Regions from separate parts of the Ovis aries genome. Here region 1 is linked to region 2. A link is a contact called in public Hi-C data. All regions are on one chromosome and are shown on one strand. Each heading gives the region's core, a stretch centred on a gene start, on an enhancer-like site or on the middle of the called end of the contact. The rest is flanking DNA. Distances are from core to core; before and after follow the strand shown.

What was found. A called contact is a pair of places that touch in the nucleus more often than the background predicts.
Region 1: a Hi-C map of liver shows a contact between it and region 2, with 9 times the contacts expected there. The contact joins two enhancer-like sites. A contact is called at or near these places in 15 of 16 Hi-C or Micro-C datasets (blood, hypothalamus, liver and 7 more).

What each region holds. Positions count from the first base shown.
Region 1 is chr26:34,636,883-34,641,997 of ARS-UI_Ramb_v3.0, reverse strand. LOC121818051 (a long non-coding RNA gene) reads right to left here. Exons shown (of 2, transcript XR_009598634.1): 1 at 3,695-5,115. Among named protein-coding and RNA genes, the nearest start is that of TCIM, 46 kb to the right of the region's middle. Within about 2 kb of position 2,362, at least 4 of the 54 cell types and tissues checked have an H3K27ac peak or open chromatin away from gene starts, as enhancers often do. A contact at or near this core is called in liver, where this site is marked.
Region 2 is chr26:34,484,253-34,489,031 of ARS-UI_Ramb_v3.0, reverse strand. It overlaps LOC132658697 (a long non-coding RNA gene), which reads left to right. Exons shown (of 3, transcript XR_009598628.1): 3 at 1-4,779. Among named protein-coding and RNA genes, the nearest start is that of IDO2, 79 kb to the right of the region's middle. Within about 2 kb of position 2,376, at least 3 of the 54 cell types and tissues checked have an H3K27ac peak or open chromatin away from gene starts, as enhancers often do. A contact at or near this core is called in liver, where this site is marked.

The sequences.
Region 1 (5,115 bases), core at 1,113-3,612, 150 kb before region 2:
CCAAGCACTGAGGAGCCTGGTAGGCTGCAGTCCATGGGGTCACAAATAGTCGGACATGACTGAGCAACTTCTCTCTTCTCTCAAAGGTCCCCTGCTGCTAGGAGGACAAGGTGTGGAGGAGTCATCAAATGGGAGGTGGAGAACAGAAGGATTTGCCAAATGTGAAAAAAACACATTAAATATTGATAATCAGGAAACTGAAATGCAGTCACAGCAGAATAAGGAAGTAAACATGTTGAAGAGTTTGTCCAGGGACACCACCTCAAGGATGCAGTGAGCTCAGATGGAAACTAGAGTTCCATCCCGGTGGAACTCAGGTGGATCTGGGCCAGAGGTTAGGAGGTGACATTTCTTGTCCTGGCACTCATACAGAAACATTCCCTTTTGTTAACACAAAATAATGTAATTAGATAAAAGTGACGGTAGGCAAGTGATATCCATTAGTGAGAGGGGATCAATTCCACCACAGATTGTTCATGAAAATCTTTAGTACCAGGCAGTCCAAGGTTTCCACAAGGAAGGGCATAGCAGTTTTCATATGAGTCTGAAATAAATGAATCGGGGAAAGAATTCTCTTCTTCAAATCCCCATTACATAACGCATTCCAAAGACTAAAAGGAAGGACTATTGGACAACCTGTTCTACAGTTGTTTCCTTAGTGCAGATAACTGATATTTGAGTGTAGTTGAGTGTAGTTTGATTAAAAAAAAAAAAATAACACCCAAGCATAGCTAGGGGCAGAGAGATTCCATAGATGAGCTGTCAGCCCCTCTATTCAAAGGTCACCGTGTGGCATTCCAGTCCATGCACCTGTGAATCACCCGCCTGTCACTGTCTCTCCATTCTTCAGGCTCTGCCAGTGCCAAAGATTAGAATACAATGCTGCAAATAAAAGCAAGGTCATGCGTTTGATTCCGGTGCCCTCTGGGTGCTACATGGGTGAGGCCTTCTGTTGCATCCTCACAGCCTCCTGGCAATGACTCTAGGCCTCCTCCTGGCCCGGCAGGAGCTTCTCTGTACATGTTCTTATTCCAACAAGTCTGGAATCAATTCCATTTTCGGCTCCACCTTTTTTTTTTTTTTTCACTCATGCAGAGTGGAATGCAGGATTTTAGTTCCCTGACCAGGGATCGAACATGTGCCTCTCCCAGCTTTGGGAACACAGAATCTTAACCACTGGAGGAAGTTCCCCACATAACTTCTGAAAGTCTGCTGACAAGCCACATTCTGGATAAACACTTCCCTGCTCTCCAGAGCTAAGCAGGAAGTTTCTTCCTCTAAGCTCTTCCAGCTTCTGAGGGTCACTTTATGCAAGCTGTCCTCTTTCATGTTGAATCAGATCTTTCTTCTTCCAATGCATGGTAAGTTTCTTGAGGACACCTGCTGCTATTGTTTAGTTGTGATGTCATGTCTGACTCTGCCACCCCGTGGACTGCAGTGCCAGGTATCCCTGTCCTTCACCGTCTCCTGCAGTTTGCTCAGACTCATGTCTGTTGAGCCAGTGATGCTGTCAAACCATCTCATCCTCTGCTGCCCCCTTCTCCTCCTGCCCTCCGTCTTTCCCAGCATCCAGGTCTTTCCTAATGAATTGGCTGTGCACATCAGGTAGCCTAAATTTTGGAGTTTCAGCTTCAGCATCAGTCCTTCCAATGAATATTCAGGACTGATTTCTTTTAGGACTGACTGGTTTGATCTGCTTGCAGTCTGCAGCACCACAATTTGAAAGCGTCAGTTCTTCAGCACTCATCCTTCTTCACGGTCCAGCTCTCACTTCCGGATTTAACTACTGGGAAAACCATTGCTTTTGACTATATGGATCTTTGTCGAGGACAGGTGTAGTGTCTTCTTTTTTATATTCCATGCACTACTACTATGCTTCTTTGTGAAAATTAGAGGCTTCTAAAGGATTTATTGACTGGTTTAATGCATTAACTAAATTAACAAATGGATAGCTAATGATCCCCAAAGGAATAGAGTAGCTTGGGCTGATACCACTCCTGAAAAACCAATTAAATAACACATTCAAGCAGCAATTCATTTGTGCCTAAAAGAAACTACTTTTCTGTTTTCTCTTCTCATCTGAAATGACGGTGGTACTGTGCACTCACGGCTGAGAGAGAAAGAATTACCACGCGTGAATACAGCTAAGGAAGTCAGGCATAAGTATGAAGACTCGCTACCCATATGTATGGTTTGACTTATCCTTGGTACATGTAGCATTCAGATATGAGTGGCAAGAGGGGTATTTTATGTTTCAAACTCCAATGTCCTCGCTGGGGAGGAACAGAGGGCATTCTTAAAGGAGGTGGGGGCAGTTTGTAAGGCAGAAGAGTCTATGACACTGAAAGAACACAAGAGGGCGCCCTTTCCAACTCTGTTACAGGAGAAAAATATGCCCTTGGTTCTAGGGACCTTGAGTGAACTCCTGAAGTATTACTAACGCTTGTATTCATGTTTTGCCTTCTCAAAACTAAAAAAAAAAAAAAAAGGCACTATATAGTGAAATATATTTCGCTATTATTATTATTATGTGTGTTTGTGTGTGTGTGTGTTGGTGGGGGGGGGGGGGGGCTGTCCATGGACTGTAGGCCGCCAGGTCCCTCTGTCCATGGGGATTTCCCAGGCAAGGAGACTGGAGTGGGTTGCCATTTCTCCTCCACGGGATCTTTCGGACCCAGAGATCAAACCTGCATCTCCTGCATTGGCAGATGGATTCTTTACCACTGAGCCATTTGGGAAGCCCTCTATTATTCATATGTGTGTATATATATATACATGATGGAATATATTGAGCTATCAAGAAGTATATTGATATTGTATCTAATAAAAATGTTCTACCAAAGTTATAGTCTTTTATTTTATGCTAGAAGCAACAGCTGAATTTATTATTTAACAGTAAATACTTGTCTTTCCATCTATATATGTGTAAACTTTACATGATCTTCAGCATTTCCCATGTTTTGTTCTGTGCCCGGTAACTTAAGTGAAATTATCCTGACCTTGGCTTCAGGAAACCTGAATTTCACCCTACTTCTCCCATCACATGACTTTAAATAGACAATAAGCCACTCTTCCCTTCCATTTTTCAGTCTGTAGAATCAGAAGGTTGGATCAGATGGTTTCCAAGGTCCTTTCCAGGTTAAATAGTTTATTGGATCTATGAACTAGGATGTTTCTTATATTTAGTATTTGATACATATTTAGCATACAGATGTGAAAGGAATATCAACATAAATATCTAACTTGTAGGTTTCTTGTTAAAAGAGTGAAATCAGGAGAAATGGAATCAGTCTAAGGTGAATACGTATAAACTGTGTTGAAGATGCAATGTTTTTGAAACCAGAAGCGGTACTTACAGTTTCAGGTCAAAAGGTTTTTGTGGATTTTCTACACAAGAGTGTTACTCATGTGGTTGAAGTGACTCAGTTTTGGTGACTAGGTTAGTTCTATAAATACTTGATCTTTGTGATTAGTGTGTTGGTGTAACTGACCCAAGGAAAAGGTTTTATTTGCGGGCCCTGGAGGTTATGATGGCTAGTTTTGTTTTGGGACTTTTTTGTTTGTTTGTTTCTTAGGCAGTATTTATAAACATCTCTGTTTGGAGAAGTAAATACAGCTTCACTAGACTGAAGATGCTGTTTAAAAGACTTGCATAATAACTATTGCAATTAGGGGATAGACGTAAACTGCCTACCTCTGTCTCACTCTCAGCCCGCGGATGTAGTCATCATGCCAGCTCTTGTTATTCGTCTTCACCCCTTTTTGTGTGGGATGTTCTTTTTTTCTCCTACGTCTTTCCCCATCTTGAAAACAAAGCAGACTATGGAACCATAGCCTAAAAGGCATTTGGAACAGACAGACAGTCTAGAGCTGTGGTCCCCAAATTATCTGGCCCCAGAGAAAATAATTTTTCCATGGATGGCAGGGGTCACGGGGGAGGTTTCAGGGTGATTCCAGCACATTGAATTTATTGTGCCCTTTCTTTCTATTGCTATCACATCAGGTCCACCTTAGATCATCAGGCATGAGGTCCCAGAAGTTGGGGATACCAGCCTAAAGCTTAGCCATGAACTTCCTTCCTCCCTTCACTCACTCATTCTCTCCACAAGCAATGAGCATTTTCTGCATGTCAGGCGCTGGGCGGGCACTTGACATCAAGGTTGAAGTAGATGGTTCTACGGTTTCAAGAGTATTGGAGTCTAGATAGGAAAGTAAACAGGTAAACCGATCAGAACAACAACAAAAATAAGCATATGCCAAAGAGAGTGGTGGCACAAGGGAACACGATTCAGCTTGTCTAAACCATGGAAGCTTTGCAGAGGAGGAGCCGGTGATGTTAAAGCCTGACAGTTACTAGTCGTCCAGGCGGGTCGAGGGACAAAGGGTGTGGTGAGAAAAGGAAAGCTTTCACAACAGCCCAGGGATGACCACAGCCCAGTGTGTCCAGGGAATGACGAGCTGCTGGGATTGCTGGGGAGTGAAGTTCAAGGGAGCAGGTGGAGGGGGTAAAATCACAGAGTCAGGGACTGAAAGGTCAAAGCTTTGTGGGTCACGTTCAAGACACTCGCCAGCGTGTGCTGAGGATGAAGTGGGTTCTGTGGGGAAAGTAAGACGAACATTTTAGAGAGAGCGTTGCTCAAGTCTTAGAAGAAGCATCAGGGGTTACAGGCACAGGAAGGCTCCAGGCAAGCACTGATGAGGATTCTCTGAAGGCTCAGCAGGTAAAGAATCCACCTGCCAATGCAGGAGACACAGGAACTGCAGGTTGGGAAGATTCCCCTGGAGAAGGAAATGCTAGAGTACTCTTGCCTGGAGAATCCCACGGACAGAGGAGCCTGGAGGGCTGCAGTCCATGGGGTCGCAGAAGAGTCGGACATGGCTGAATACTCACGCATTCCCCAGTGTTCATGTGCGAGCTTCATCCCATCTGCCTTTTCTCACTTCGGTTGTACATGTGTTCACCACTCTTCACACGGGTGTATACTTATGCCTTGAGCTTGCAAGTGTTTTGTAGTTTTAAAAGTCCCTTGTCATCTTATCCTCTTCTCTGACATGGCAAAAGAGACTTCGTTTTACATGTAGGAAGACCAGGTAAAGAGTCTGCAGTGAAACTGA
Region 2 (4,779 bases), core at 1,127-3,626:
ACTTACAAAGTAATTTGCCCCAAGATACAGATTCTACAATGATTTCTTTTTTCTGGGAAGGTCGTTTTCCCCCTTATACCAGATGTTCAGACTGTGCCTGCATTGCTGGCTGCCTCGAGTGAGCTCTCTCTATACCCTCTCTGAGCTTCTTCATTCATTCCAAGAATATGGGCATGAGGGACACAGAGGTGAATTCATGGAGCTCAGAGTGGATGGAGGATATGGTCTCAGGTGGCCTTGGCTTGAAGCAGGGCTTGGGGTCTCAGCCAGAGATTGAAAACCCAGTCAATTTGGTGAGAACACCAAATCTTGGCCACTAGACCAGTGGTCAGTGACGAGCCCCAGCCCTTGGGCTTTGCAGAAAAGAATTTCCACAAAGACGGAAGGTAGTGAAGCAAGCAAAGCATTTATTAAGTTGGTCAAGGAAACGGCAACCCACTCCAGTAGTCTTGCCTGGATAATCCCATGGAGGGAGGAGCCTGGTAGGCTACAGTCCATGGGGTCACAAAGAGTCGGACACGACTGAGTGAGAAACTACTAAGAGGAGAAAGGGTACAGTACCTGTGGATAGGCACATGACAGACTCAGAGAGAGTCCCCGAGTCATGCCCCCATGGTAGTTTAAGTCACTTACATGGGGTACGTCTTCCAGGTTTCCTTTGGCAAATCATTTTGATTTGCCTGGTTGATAATCTACCTTTAGCATCTCTCAGGACCCTCCATGTGTGTGTGTGTGTGTGCATGCCTCTCTTAGACAAGATGGATTCTACCACAAAGGCCTATGGGTAGCCTGGCATTAGTTAACATCACTCGCCTTTGACCTCTGTGGAACCTTTCTGTGCATGTGTGGTCAGGGAGGTCTCCTGACTTCGAGAATGTGAAATATGAGGTTTGGGCAGGGCCCAGCCTCCTCCCCCAATTGTCCTGCTATTCTCTTTTTGGAGTTTCAGTCACAAGGAATGAACCTCCAATCACTTTACCATGGGAGGTGTGTGGGGAGGGGGCAGGAATCTACCTCCTGCCTCAGAAGCAGCTGTAGAATAGAAAATTACAAGCAAATCCAGCATGGAGGCAAACCCAAGGTGTTAAGCAGCACATAGGCTAGTGGTGCAAGGAGGCGGAGAAACAGGAGCTGGTAGCTGATTAAGTCTCTGAGGGTTTGTAGGACCTTATCAGGAAGAGACAAGAGGGGAGGTGTCCAGGGAGTGCCAGGCTCTCCCACTATGTGGAGTGGAATGACTTGGTTAACTATCCTTAATTATGAGGAGTTCAGATAACGTGATTTAAAGTAGCAATAACCACGCCGACATGCTCTGATGTTGTTTGGAAAGAGCAGGCAGCCATGGTCCAGGGAGGGCTTACTCCATGGAGCTGGTGGTCATGGAGGTGGGCAATTTTGGGTAAGAAAAAATAAAATGGGTTTCCCGGGCACCTTTTGCTGTTCAAATAGGATTAATTGGTCTATTATTTCACATGCTATTTGTGAGAAATATTGCCTGTGTTTATTGCAAACAGGCAGGGGCTAGCCCAAATGGCAACAGCTTCAAATACATGCCGATTGATCGCAGAAAGAGAGTTGATTCCACGTGTACTCAGCACCGACTCATCAACTGCACACTCATCTGCGGATCACTGAGTGTTAGAAAAGAAAGAAAACTTGCAGAGCCTCCAGCCCAGCTCCCTGTCTTCAAGACTGAAGATCCTGAGTTTCAGTGAGAAGGTGAGAACTGTCTACGATGGGCAGGCAGAGGAAAGGAACACAACCATCCCACCATTCTGTTTCTATTTGTTTGCAGAAGAATCCAGATTGGTATGAAACATTTTTCCAGTGCTCTCTTCTCTCGTGAACTTTAAAAAAAAATTATTTCATGTTGGAGTACAGTTAATTTGCAATGGTGTACTTGTTTCAAGAAATACACCTGGAGGCTCAGTTGATAAAAAATCCACCTGCAATGCAGGAGGCCTGGGTTCGATCCCTGGGTTGGAAAGATCCCCTAGAGAAGGGAACTGGCCACCCACTCCGGTATCCTGGCCTGGAGATTTCCATGGACGCTCTAGTCCATGGGGCCACAAAGAGTCGAAAGTGACTTTCACCTTTTTTCAAGTGTACAGCAAAGTGATTCAATTAGACACGTGAAAGTCAAAGTCGCTCAGTTGTGTCTGACTCTTTCTGATGTGATTTCTAAGTGATGTTAGCATCACTTAGAAATATGCAAAAACCACACAGTGTAGTAAATCAACTATATTTCAATAAAAATTAAAAAGAAAAACAAAAAGAAACACACCAAACCAGTTTCAGGTCCCAGAAACAGTCTCCCCTCAGATAAAATCCTGGTTAGTCAGCAGCCTGTTTGGAATGTTGCCATCTGTCTCCTTTCCTGTGTCTTTTGGCCCAAACTATCCTGAATTTTTTAGTATGTCCTTCATTTAACAGTAGTAATGTTGCTGTTTTTCCTCCTGAAACCTGAATTTGTGTTCTATTTCAGTTGAAACTTACTGATCCAAGAGAATGATCAAAAAGAAGTGTTTTCCTTTGTAATAAAGGCAAACAATTTTATGCAAGTTTTTGGAGAGGGAGGGGTAGGCAGGCCTTCAAAACAGCCTTAGATTTTTTTTTTTTTTTTGCTTCATATTCAGATGATAATAAAGAGCTTAAGTTTTCCCCTCCAGAAAGCAAAGCTCTTTTTCATTGAATGCGAGGTGAATTATAGATTATGTCTCAAGGTATCCTTGCTAACAAGAGAAAGAAGAAAGTGCCATGAGCCAGAGGATCTCAAACTTTAGCTTGTAATGCCATCACCTGGGAACTTGTTAGAAAAGCAGATGTTCAGGTCGACCCTGAAATCTGCAAGTCAGAAATTCTGGGAGTCCTCCAACCTGTGTTTTATCAAAATTCAGATAATTCTGATATAAGCCTAAAGTTTGAGATATAGGTTGCTGGAGACTTAAAGAATGCAACCCATTTAAGAATTTACTACTGACTATGAGAACAGGTCGTATTTCTTCTAGTCTGAGAGCAGCTATTTTGATCAAGGCAGGACTGTTTCCGTATCACTGTGGCTGCAAGCTGAAGATAACATAGCGCGTTTAGAGCAGGCTGCCCTGCACAAGGTGAGGAGCAAGTTGCCCGTGTGATGTGATCTTATACGCTGCTCCCATCAGCCTCTGCTCCCCACATTTGCCTCTCCCCTGCTTGGAATTTCACTAATCATGCTTAATAACTAGACTGAAGGATTTAATCCTATTATACCTCACGTTCCTTAGGCAGGTTAATACTTTCATCCTTTATCAGTCTCTTATACAATGGACTGAGTTTTGGATTCCTTCTGGAGGAAAAGTGTTGAGAACCATGAAAGGCAGGGAGAAAATTAGACTATTTAAGGAAGGTACAATATAAATGTGTTTTGTTGCCTACCTCAAAATGCATACATGGCCTTCTTTTTTGTTTTTTGAACAGAACTCTATTTTTTGCTAGGAGCTTCCCTGGTGACTCAGAGGGTAAAGCATCTGCCTGCAATGAGGGAGACCAGAGTTCAATTCCTGGGTTGGGAAGATCCCCTGGAGAAGGAAATGGCAATCCACTCCAGTATCTTTGCCAGGAAATTCCTGTGGACGGAGAGGCCTGGTGGGCTACAGTCCACGGGGTCACAAGGAGCCAGACATGACTGAGAGATTTCACTTTCACTTTCATGTCTATTCTGCCTCCATCGTAGCTAAGAAGGCTATGTGATTAAGACATATTCAGTAGAAAGTAAAAGATATGCAGAAAAATTTTTTGGACGCCTTCTAAAATAAAAACAAAATTGTCTGTATTTCCCCTTATCTTCCCATCACCTGGAAGGCAGATACAAAGGCAGGCGCTCCAGCAGCCATGTTAAGTCATGAGGTAGAAGAAACTTTCTGAGATGTCAGGGCAGAGAGAGAACAACTTGAGTCATTAATGACTGATGGGAACCACCTTTCTATTCCCAGATATTTTAAAACATGAGAGAGAAACAAGCATCTTTCCTTGGCATTTTCTTTTTTTTATTATGTAAAATGCAACATTCTCCTGATAGAAGAGATGGCACCAAGATGGGGGTGGACAGCACAGAAAGGGAGATTAGAAATGTGGAAGCTAAACTTTCCCTGCTTTACAGCTTAACCAGTCCTGTGAAGCAGCAGGATAATACGTGCTTTCTTCCAGAGAGTTATCCCGCTTCCCAACACACTTAAGAGTCTTTAGTTTCAGTTTTTGTTCTGAAATCTATAGTATCTCCATTTCCCTCAAAGAGTGTTGTAAGGTTTCACAACAACAATGGCATGATTTTAGTTGCATATTTTAAAACTGGTCATTTTATAGTGTTTAGAATCTAGAATTGGAGACCGTCTTTTATAGTGAAGAAGACAGTAATCAAGCAATGTCAGAAAAATATTTCTCTAAGAAGATGACCATGTAATATCATAGAAATTTCTCAGTTTTCCGCATGTGGAAAACTGGCCTTCCTCTGGGGTTCTTAGAGCATACATTCCCTTCTAGGTGAAGCCTGAGAGGACAGAAATGAGCTGAACTCTTCTTGACCCTATGCCTTAGGTTTAGGAATGCGTGATTGAAATTTTATACACTGCTATGCGTAAAATAGATAACTAATGAGAATCTACTCTATAGCACAGGAGACTCTACTCGGTGCTCTGTGGTGACCTAAATGGGGAGGAAATCCCACAGAAAGGGCATATATATGTGTATACACACACACACACACACACACACACACACTCACTTTGCTGTACAGCAGACCCT